Regions from separate parts of the Zea mays genome. Here all the other regions are linked to region 2. Evidence: chromatin contacts called from public Hi-C data. All regions are on one chromosome and are shown on one strand. Each heading gives the region's core, a stretch centred on a gene start, on an enhancer-like site or on the middle of the called end of the contact. The rest is flanking DNA. Distances are from core to core; before and after follow the strand shown.

Evidence for each region. Hi-C and Micro-C count contacts between places; a contact is called where the count stands out from the background.
Region 1: a contact with region 2 is called in a Hi-C map of leaf, with 6 times the contacts expected there. The contact joins the promoter of LOC100384329 here to the promoter of LOC100281279 in region 2. A contact is called at or near these places in 3 of 25 Hi-C or Micro-C datasets (ear, leaf and tassel).
Region 3: a Hi-C map of leaf shows a contact between it and region 2, with 10 times the contacts expected there. The contact joins the promoter of LOC103646060 here to the promoter of LOC100281279 in region 2. A contact is called at or near these places in 19 of 25 Hi-C or Micro-C datasets (bundle sheath, ear, endosperm and 5 more) and 2 of 3 datasets of contacts at active chromatin or transcription factors (leaf and seedling).

What each region holds. Positions count from the first base shown.
Region 1 is chr2:17,354,571-17,357,844 of Zm-B73-REFERENCE-NAM-5.0, reverse strand. It overlaps LOC100384329, which reads right to left and starts at 1,569. Exons shown (of 6, transcript XM_008670260.4): 1 at 683-1,569. The coding sequence starts at 1,396.
Region 2 is chr2:17,542,676-17,545,892 of Zm-B73-REFERENCE-NAM-5.0, reverse strand. LOC100281279 reads right to left here and starts at 1,759. Exons shown (of 4, transcript NM_001154198.3): 1 at 1,180-1,759; 2 at 483-659; 3 at 329-397; 4 at 1-254. The coding sequence starts at 1,584.
Region 3 is chr2:17,757,371-17,760,717 of Zm-B73-REFERENCE-NAM-5.0, reverse strand. It overlaps LOC103646060 (probable methyltransferase PMT13), which reads right to left and starts at 1,677. Exons shown (of 7, transcript XM_008670787.3): 1 at 1,037-1,677; 2 at 231-434; 3 at 1-148. The coding sequence starts at 1,420.

The DNA.
Region 1 (3,274 bases), core at 320-2,819, 190 kb after region 2:
AATGCCAAGGTTAAGTTGGCGACAATCACAACTGTTTGGCGTGCTATCCTGCACGATAGCAATGCATAGAGGCGACCCGTTACAACGACGCCACACGCCAGTGGCATAAACAACAGATACACCTTCCTGATGTCCAATCAAGAATTCGATGATATCGCAACTGCAAATATATGGAACATCGATTGCATTTTCGTTACGTTCTCGGAAAAGTTCGATTTGCTGTGCATAGGATACTGCTGCATAGAAAAGGACAAGCATGTAGATATAGTTGACAGCAGCATTATTGCAGAGATTTCAAATCTACTCATCATACGCTTCAGCAGTGATCCGGCTCAGCCTGTCACAGCAAACAGCGTGTGACAGTTCACTGCAGCTTGACTACCGTTATTCGATGCTCTCTAATCGGGGCGGGCACGAGGTTTACCTGGGTCAGACCCGTTCACAGAGACAAAACCTCATACCCGACAAGCGGAGAAGGGATTGGAAACTTCCGACACCCGCCGCAACGCTAGCAAAATGCCATTCCCGACTCCCGAGAAGTCCGTTCGCTCAATTCCCCAATCTCTGACTGAAATTGACCTCGAATTTGTGCAGGCTTTCATAAACGCATTCTTGCGTGCACGTGATCATTTCGAGCAAATGGAGTGTGCGTTCACGTGCGGTCGCGATCGAGGTGGCTTACCCCGCAGCCGGTGTCAAGAGCGGTCCGGATGGATCCGTCGTGGAGGGGGATAAGCTTGCCGATGTCGTCGATGTAGGCGCCGGCGCCGCGAGGGAACATGGTGCCGCCCCCGGGGAAGCGGAACTTGTCGCCGTCGACGCGGATCCAATTCTGCACCGCCTTCTCGACGCTGAGCTCCTTGTGCGGCACGTTGGCGAACCAGGCGACGTCGCGGCTGGCCGGCCACGGGAACGGGTTGCGGTAGCCCTTGGGCGCCGGGACGAGGCACCGGAGGCGCTCGCCGGCCGCGGGGCAGTGGCGCTCCCGGTAGACGAGGCGGTCGCGGGGGAACCGCAAGGAACGCTCCACGTCCTCGCAGGGCGTGTACTCGGAGTACTTGGCGGGGCATGCTTCGTAGTTGCGATGGCGGAGCGCGCCCTCCGCCTCCACCCCCTCCGCCGTGTGGTGCGCGGCGAAGTCGAGCGGTCCCGCGGGGGGAGACGAGGAGGCGGTCGTCGGGGCGGGGGTGGCGCAGGAGACGGCGGTGGCGATAGAGACCGAGGAGGAGGAGTCGCCGGCGGCGGGCCCCGCGGAGAAGCCGCCGTGGTGCCAGATGCCGAGGAGGTAGGACAGCGAGCAGAGGACGGCGACGGCCGCGAGGTGGAGCATCGATGGGCGGCGCGCGGCCGCGGCCGCCGACGGGAGGAGCTTCGTGGCGGTCGCGCCCACCGCCATGGTGTTGACGGCCCTGCTGCTACTGCTGCTTCTTCTCTCCGGCTCCGCTGCCTGGCTGCTTTTCGTGGGTGCGCTCACTTAAAGCGCACGGCTGGCGGCTCGGACGTGTAGGCTGAGACGCGGGGAGGCCGTGAAAGGGAGTCGCGCCGCATGTGCGTTCGATTTGACACACGGGGGGAGACGGAGGAGGTAGAGAAGTGCGTTTTATTACGTGAATGAGGCAGACAGGAAGGCAGCCTCTGTTTTTTTTTTCATGCAAACGGTCGAGCCTTGCGAACACCTGGCGTGGTCCGGTGTTAACCTGGAAACTCCGGCAAGTGGAGTTGGCTGGCCTCCGTATTGCCACGGATGATAAGGCTCTTCATAAAAAGTTTTGTAACACTTTTGCTAACGACATCATCATAAGTGCTATAAAACTATGAATAAAACAATATCGCTCAATGCAATATTTCACGTCACTATTTTCAATTAAATATCGCAACTCAATGTGCAATAGAAATTAGTAAATTATGTGAATATGAAACAAATCACTTTCAATTGAGGTTTCACGCGGTTTCTAAGACCTTAAAAACGAGTTGACATGGTCTCGTCCCAATAGAACTAATTTCATCTCATGAAACCCAATCCATTTAAATGCTATCATATGTCACCAAAAAATCTAATGTGCTATTAAATGTGCATGAAACCACCATTGAGAATACCCTAACGGGGAATTCACTATTGAAGAATAGCTTCTCATCTTCGTTCCCGCGACGAATTTTTTTCCCCGCGAAGATCCTCACGAACGCTGGCGTGAATATTTTTCTCCATCCTCGTTTTCCGTAGATAAATCCTCACGGGGCCATGTCCCTGCTTAAATTATAGTTAAACATTTACCCTTTGTAATGCAAAACATTATTGTCGGCGTTTCGAGACAGGGGGGTCCCTAAGCCGACGAGTGAGTGTGCTGCGTGCCCCAGCCCAGATGGGTCGAGCGCGTGGGCGAGCGCGAAGGGGGGAGAGGCGAGGTGGCCGGAGTCGAGCGTGAGAGAGGTGGAAGTCCCGCGGCCTTCGTGTTCGTCCCGCGCCCAGGTCAGGTGCGCTTGCAGTAGGGGGGTTACAAGCGTCCACGCGGGTGAGGGAAGCGAGCGGCCCCAAGAGAGCGCCTGTCCCGTCCTCGGTCCCGCGCGGCCAACCTTCTCTAAGAAGGCCCTGGTCCTCCCTTTTATAGTCGTAAGGAGAGGATCCAGGTGTACAATGGGGGGTGTAGCAGAGTGCTACGTGTCTAGCGGAGAGAGAGCTAGTGCCCTAGGTACATGCCAATGTGGCAGCCGGAGAGATCTTGGCACCTTGCTGGCGTGATGTCGTGGCTGTCGGAGGTGCGACGGAGCCTGGCGGAGGGACAGCTGTTGGAGCGGTCAAGTCCCTGCTGACGTCGTCCTGCTTCCGTAAGAGAGCTGGGGGCCGCCGTCGTCACAGAGCTGGTGGAGCGCCATCATTGCCCATCCGGCGGAGCTGGCCGGATGGGATGCCGGTCTTGTTCTCCGTGACCCGAGTCGATTTGGGGTAGGGTGATGATGGCGCTCCCTGTTGACGTGGCGGGTCTGTGCCCTAGGCAGGGTGACGTGGGGGCTCCTCCGAAGCCGAGGTTGAGTCTGTCTTCTGTTGCCGAAGCCGAGCCCGAGCCATGGGGTCGGGCGAGGCGGAAGTCGTTCGGCCGAGGCCAGGGCTGAGTCCGAGCCCTGGGGTCGGGCGAGGCGGAGTTTCGTCGTCTTCCGGGTCTTAGCCAGAGTCCGAGCCCTGGGGTCGGGCGGAGCGGAGTTCGCCGTCTTCCGGGTCTTAGCCCGAGTCCGAGCCCTGGGGTCGGGCGGAGCGGAGTTCGTCGTCTTCCGGGTCTTA
Region 2 (3,217 bases), core at 510-3,009:
GACTCCGGCATGGTCGCGTAGCTCCGGCTGTTCTGCTCGGAGGTCATCGTCGAGCACGGCGACTGGTGATGGTTGCCGCCGCGCCGCTTGGAACCGTGCCGCCCTGGCTTGCCGTTGTCCACTTCGAGAATCTTGGCGTTCTTCTCGTCGTCCGTGTACCTCTCCTCCACCCAGCGGTCCAGCCAGTTCCTCCCGCAAGATTCCGACCTCTCCCTACCCAGCCTCTCGCCGCCCGGCGTCTTGGAAGAGTTTGCCTGCACAGATCAGCTCACCCTCGTCACTGCCATCGCAATCGCGATACCCTGGAAACAGAGGGAGAGACGCTCACCTTCAGAGAGCCGGAACGGGCGTGCCTGGGGGCACCCGCCTGATCGTACTTCTCCGGCGTTGGCGGATCCTGCCGTGCACATCCATCCAGGAACCATAAGGATGCACGCACCCGCGGCAAACAACCGAGAAATCAAACAAACACCCTCACTTACCGGATGAGCCGCGACATGCTGCGAGCGAATTGCGCGACACGCGCGCGCGCGCGCCTGGACGCGGACGAGCGCGTGCATGCATCGCAGCGTCTCCGCCGCCTGCCGCCGCACAATGTTGCCCCGGACCAGCGCCTGCAGCTTCACCAGCCCCCTCAACGCCTTCAGCGCCCGCCTCGCCTTCAATAACACAGGGGGTTAGTTAATCAGCAATGGTCCCATGGCCATGGGCATCTACAGTACAAAGCTGAGGTTGGCATCTCGCAACTTGCCATACCAACCCACCACCGCCATTACTACGCGGCTACGGCGGTAGCCGCCTGCAATAACAGTAACGCAGTAACTAGTCGCAAAACGGCAAAAAGAAAGGCCTTCCGATCTCCTGCGAAGGGAACGGAGTTAAAGCGGCCATGGCCATGCCTTGCTTCCTGAAACGAAGCCTAGAAGGTGCAGGCAGTAAAGACGACGGCAGACCTGACGCCCAACGTGCCTTCTCCATGTACGTTACACATGAACCCACAAATTTCTATCGATACCATGCAAAAGGAGATTTTTTTTGGAACCAACAAAAGGCCACTTCTTCCGTTTTTAAAGTTAGCTTTTCGTGACAAGCTGTAGCTTAAAAAGATTTCTTTATTTTTTGGAGATTTCAATAAAAAGATTTAGTAACTGAAGAGTGAGGAGTCTGTGAGATGCCAACCAGGTAGCCACGGAAAGCGGCCTGGATCCGAACAGCCGCCCACTCCTCCCGCTTCGCGGCGGCCGGCGGTGGGCACCGGCCGGAGCTCGTCAACCGCACCACGGCGGCGGCCGCCTGGGCAGCAGCGACGGCGGCCTCTGCCACCGCCGCCGTCGCCGCGGCCACAGCGATAGCACGCTTGCTCTGCTCGTCGTCCGCCTCATCCGGCGCCGCCGCAAACCCCCGGCGAGGCGTCGCCGTGGGCTGCACCGAAGGCGTCCGAGGCCGTTCCGGCGCTGGCGCGGGGTCCTTTTCCCGGAAGGACTTCCCGAATCCCCAGAGCTTCTTCTCCTTCGCCGGCTTCGTCACGGCGGCCTTCCTGCCGCCGCCGAGCAGCCCGCGCAGCCACCTAGGCGCCCAGCCCATCTCCGCCTCTCTACCGCCCGTCGGCCGGCCGCCCCATGAGGCTTTCTTGGTTCCAGCACTTGGCCGGAGCACGGGGTAAAGAAAGAGCGGGAGATGAAACCAAAACAGTGAAATGAACACACGCTTCACCGAGAAGAGAGAAAGGCAGCAGGAGAGGAAGGGACTGGGAGAGTCTAGCGGAAGATTGGACAGGCTAGTCTTTATAGAGGAAGCACAGACTGTGGGGCCGTTTTATGCGAATAGTTTATAATATTCCGGGGCGAGACTGCTAAGGCCCTGTTTGGGAACACAGTTTTTCCAAACGGTAGTTTTTCAAACACTAAAGTATACTTTAGTCATGACATTACTATAGTTTATATTGCTTCAGTTTTCGAATACAACAGTATCCAATACATCAAGGTGTTTGGCAAAAACTTTGGTTGAGACCAATCAGCCAGAGCGGGACCCAGCTGATGCTCTCTTTACATATAAAAACTTTGGCTGAGACTAAAGTTTCCAAAACTGCAAAACAAGTGTAGTATTTACAATACTACAGTTTTGTATACAGAGATTTTAGATAAGTTACCAAACACCTCAAAGTATATAATATCATAGTATTGCTCAATACTACAGTATTGCTTTAATACTGCAGAAAAACTTTGTTCCCAAACATCCCCTAAACTTCTGTAGCATTTTAGACTCTAGGACGGTTAAAATTGTGAAATACTAGCCAAATTGATGGCGGTATGATAATAAAGTAGAGTTATGTTTTTTTTTCTCTATCGCTGCAATGCCAGCCGCCAGGTGATGATCCTCTCTGCTCCAGTGCTCCGTCGGTCGCATAGCCGGCAGTGTTTGACCGTTTCTTCCACAGTCATACATTGCTATAAGTTGTGGCCGTCCCGTAGTCCGTAGATGAATGTAATTAACTACTGAGAGCAGCTTTAAGAAAGTATGCAAAAAATTGGATCCAGAATCTATTATTTGGCCATTTAAAAAATAAAAACATTCACAAAAAATAACCTAATACAATAGAGTTTTAAAACATGTCATTTTATATTTTTTGAAACAGCGATGTAGGTGAAAACGGGTCGGGTATACCCGTTGGGTACCGAATACGGATAGTGCAAATACCCGTTTTTCGATACGAATTCGGGTATTTTTATATCCGGACGTATACGGGTAATACCCGGATACTGTAGCTTCGGATTCGCGTCGGATACGGAACGGGCACTATCCGGTAAATACCCGGATGTTCGGGTCGGATACGGGTACCTGTTTTTTCTTTTTATGCATAATAATATATTTATAAAATCATAACTTTTACATATGAAATCGGATGAAGATAAAGTTTATATGAAAATTGTAGAGCTCGAAGAGATCTAAAACTTTGTAGTACATCATTTTTTGTTTAAACATATATTTAGGCCAAAATAATTAAAATTATGTCCAATTTTATATAAATTAATATATTTTATTATTTTTATGTGGGAGGTTAAGGTTATCTCTACTGGAACTTAAGATTATCTTTGTATAGACTATTTATTAGTATTGGTAACTTACTTGTAATTTTCGGTCGACACTACGTTATTTGATGGATTTAATTTTATTTTTATGATTTTCAACGACAAAAAATTAATAATATATAAATAGC
Region 3 (3,347 bases), core at 428-2,927, 210 kb before region 2:
AAGGAAGACGGCGAGTGCCCAACATCAAAAGAAATGCTGGAACTCCTCTCTCCAAAGCAAATTGTATTTGAGACTTATGTGAATCTCTTGGTGCAAATGAAAGTGTCATGATATTCTCCTTAAGCAAAAATCCACCAAAGCTAGCAACCTTCAGAGAGGAAAAGATCATTATGACCAAAACTCCTAAAAGTAAAACCAGAAGTCTTCCCAAGTTCAGATTAACATATTACCCCGCATCCCATATCAAGACCAGTCCTGATGACACCAGTTTTCATTGGAACATACTGGCTAAGCTTTTCAATATATTGTTCAGCTCCATCAGGGAACATAGTCCCACCGCCAGGAAAAATGAAGTACGAACCTTCATGCTTCATCCACCCTTGATGACCTTTTCTTTCAGCAATCTTACCATAAGGCATGTTGTCATGCCAGATCTGAAAGGAGAGCAATAACCATGAACAATAAATATCAATCGAACAGATGAAAATTTAATCTGTGTACTAGGATAAACACATGAAACAGAAATACCCATTTATAGACGGAATCAAAAGTACCTAAGTGATTATGTGCCCCCTGTTTAGGGTCATGTTACCAACGCAATGCAAAACGTCCTGATAGCTAGACTATCAGGTACACTAACACCAAATGTCCGATCACTTACTTTCCTACAAAACTGTCACCACTACTGAGAGCACGCATTTCACCGGCTACGCCCTACCCTCAAAAATAAACAAACAATCCAGAACCCACAACTCATAATTGCATACCAGGAAGTCTATTTCTGAGATGACCACTTGCAGCTAGATGCAGAAGTCAAGCATACACTAGCACGAAGCTACAGTTACAAAACCAAGCCAGTCTAAGCTTCGCTGAACGAATAAGGCCCTACAGTGCACATAACTCGAACCCAGTCGATATCCAGCGTTAGATGCGCTGGAACAACCATGTTCTATGCTAGCATCCGACCCTCCAAAGAGTGACGTAATTAACAAGCGATAAGTTCTGAGTGTCAAAGGCCAATGCCGACAACATGCACCTTGTGGAGGCTCTCGGGCCAGGGCACAGGAATGCGGTAACCTCGGGGCGGCGGCACAAGGCACGCGAGCGCCTCGCCACGAGTTGGGCAGTGGCGCTCCCGGTAGTAGTTCATCTCGCGGCTGAGGCGGGAGCTGCGGCGCGGGTCCTCGCAGGGGAGGAGGTCCACCTCAGAGGCAGCGCACGGCGGCACCGTGCCGCCGGCGCGGGCGACAGAGGGGGTGGTTAGGATGGGGTCCCCGCGCCGCGGAGTGAAGACGAGCGCGAGGAAGACGACCACGGCGATGAGGAAGACCCCCCATACGACGTCGAGGAACGACCACTGCCATCCGCCACCCGAGAAGGCGCCCCGGCGATGGGGCGGCAGGGAGCTGAGGAGCCCCATGGGAGTGGGAAACGGTGGGAGTGTGCGGGCTCGATCGGATCAGGGGTTTGATTTCCGAGTTTTTTCCCCCCTTTGCGTGTTGCCGTGTTGCATATCGGTGCTTTTCGCGGAATGTCGGGGGCCTCGGGGCATGAATCGAATTTGTGTTCCAGATAGCGGTAACTGTAACAAATTGTTCGGTTAATCCCTTTATGAAGTGGACGAGATTAGAAAAAATTATGAAAAAAATTGATTTGTTTGGGATTTAAACTCACACAAACCACATAATCTATATGAATTGAGAGTTGGATACTGATAATTCTAATTTCTACTGCTCCTTAGACGTGCTCATTAGATCATATATATCACCATATAAAACACTGTTTTTTTTGTACGTACTGTTTACACCCGTTACCTATGGAGTGAGCGAGATTAGAAAAAATTGTGAAGAAATTTGACTTATCTGAGATTTAAATCTACCCAATCCCACATAAACTATATAGATTAAGAGATAACCGAATAAGCCCTAAACTGGGATACTGATAATTCTAATTTCTACTGCTCCTTAGATGTTGGATTAATGTGGGCTTGGCCCAAATTAATACTCAATAATAGTCAATGCTAATGGCCCACTTTAATGCTATGGTGTACTAATTATTTAGTACCATATTGGAAGTTCAAAGGACAAATCAATCAACTTAAATAGGTGGACCATTGGTGCATCTATTGAGAAGTTGAGAAAAGGATGAAGGACTGCCACACGCGCGCGCGCGCCGCCGCCGGCCGGGCCGGGCCGTGGCCGTGGCCGTGGTAGATCGGACCTTGGTCCGCCGCCGCCGGCCGGGCCGGGCCGTGGCCGTGGCTCGTGGCTCGTGGTAGATCGGACCTTGGTCCGAATATTCCTTTCAAACGGTTGCGCATTTTGCCTGGAGTGATGACCGTCATGATAACCGTCTGTTTCCTATCTTATGGCTAGTAACGGACGTCAGTTACTGTCGAGTGATGACCGTCATGATAACCGTCCGTTTCCTATCTTATGGCTAGTAACGGACGTCAGTTACTGTCGTCAGTTTCCAGCTCTAATGCGCGACCGTTTCTGTCCGTTGTTCTTCTCCCTTCTTCTGACCGCCTATAAGAATGGAGAGGGAGGGCTCTTCCAGTTACGCGAATTATCTCACGCGAATTGCAAACAACACATTCCCGTCCCATCTTCTGCGAGCACAGAGAGAGTGGGAGAGCAGGCCTCCGAAATCACCGACCGCAGAGATACACTTGCACGGGTGTGCGGGCGATCAGATTTTTGGGGAGCGTCTTCGCGACTGCTCGCGTGATCGTCCACAGCTTGCTGTTCGTCGCCTTCCCAAGTTGACGCGTGCTGCTGTTCTTCTTCCCGGTGACCGTTCGAGGGACTGCACTGCGTACATCTTCCTGCACCGACTTCGTACGGCTACATCGAACAAACACACGAGATGTCTCGTGTGAATGGAGCCACTGGTGCCTTGAGCATCGGTCCCTCCGCTGGGTACACTCTGTTCTTCGTATTTATGCATGTTTCATTGTTGTTTACTGCTTATGCGAGTAGTTATACACACATGCACATACATGTCATCACATATATCGCACTGATTATCTGGATTAAATTAAAACTAAAAATGCCTAACTTTCTAACAATCCAAAAATCTGATATTAGGCATTTTTCTGTTAGTGGTTTTGCTGCTGCGTTAAAACCAAGTGAACCTTTTGATGGGACGTTTTACAAGAGATGGCGTAGTAAGATGATACTGTGGTTGACCGCAATGAACTGCTATCACGCCGCACAGGGGAAACCCGAACAGTTCACTCCTGAAGAGGAGAAAATGTTCGACGTTGCCGATAACCTGTTTCGAGGCGCCGTGATTGGCGCTCTTGCCAACAAGTATGTTGATTCTTATCTAACGTGCACATCTGC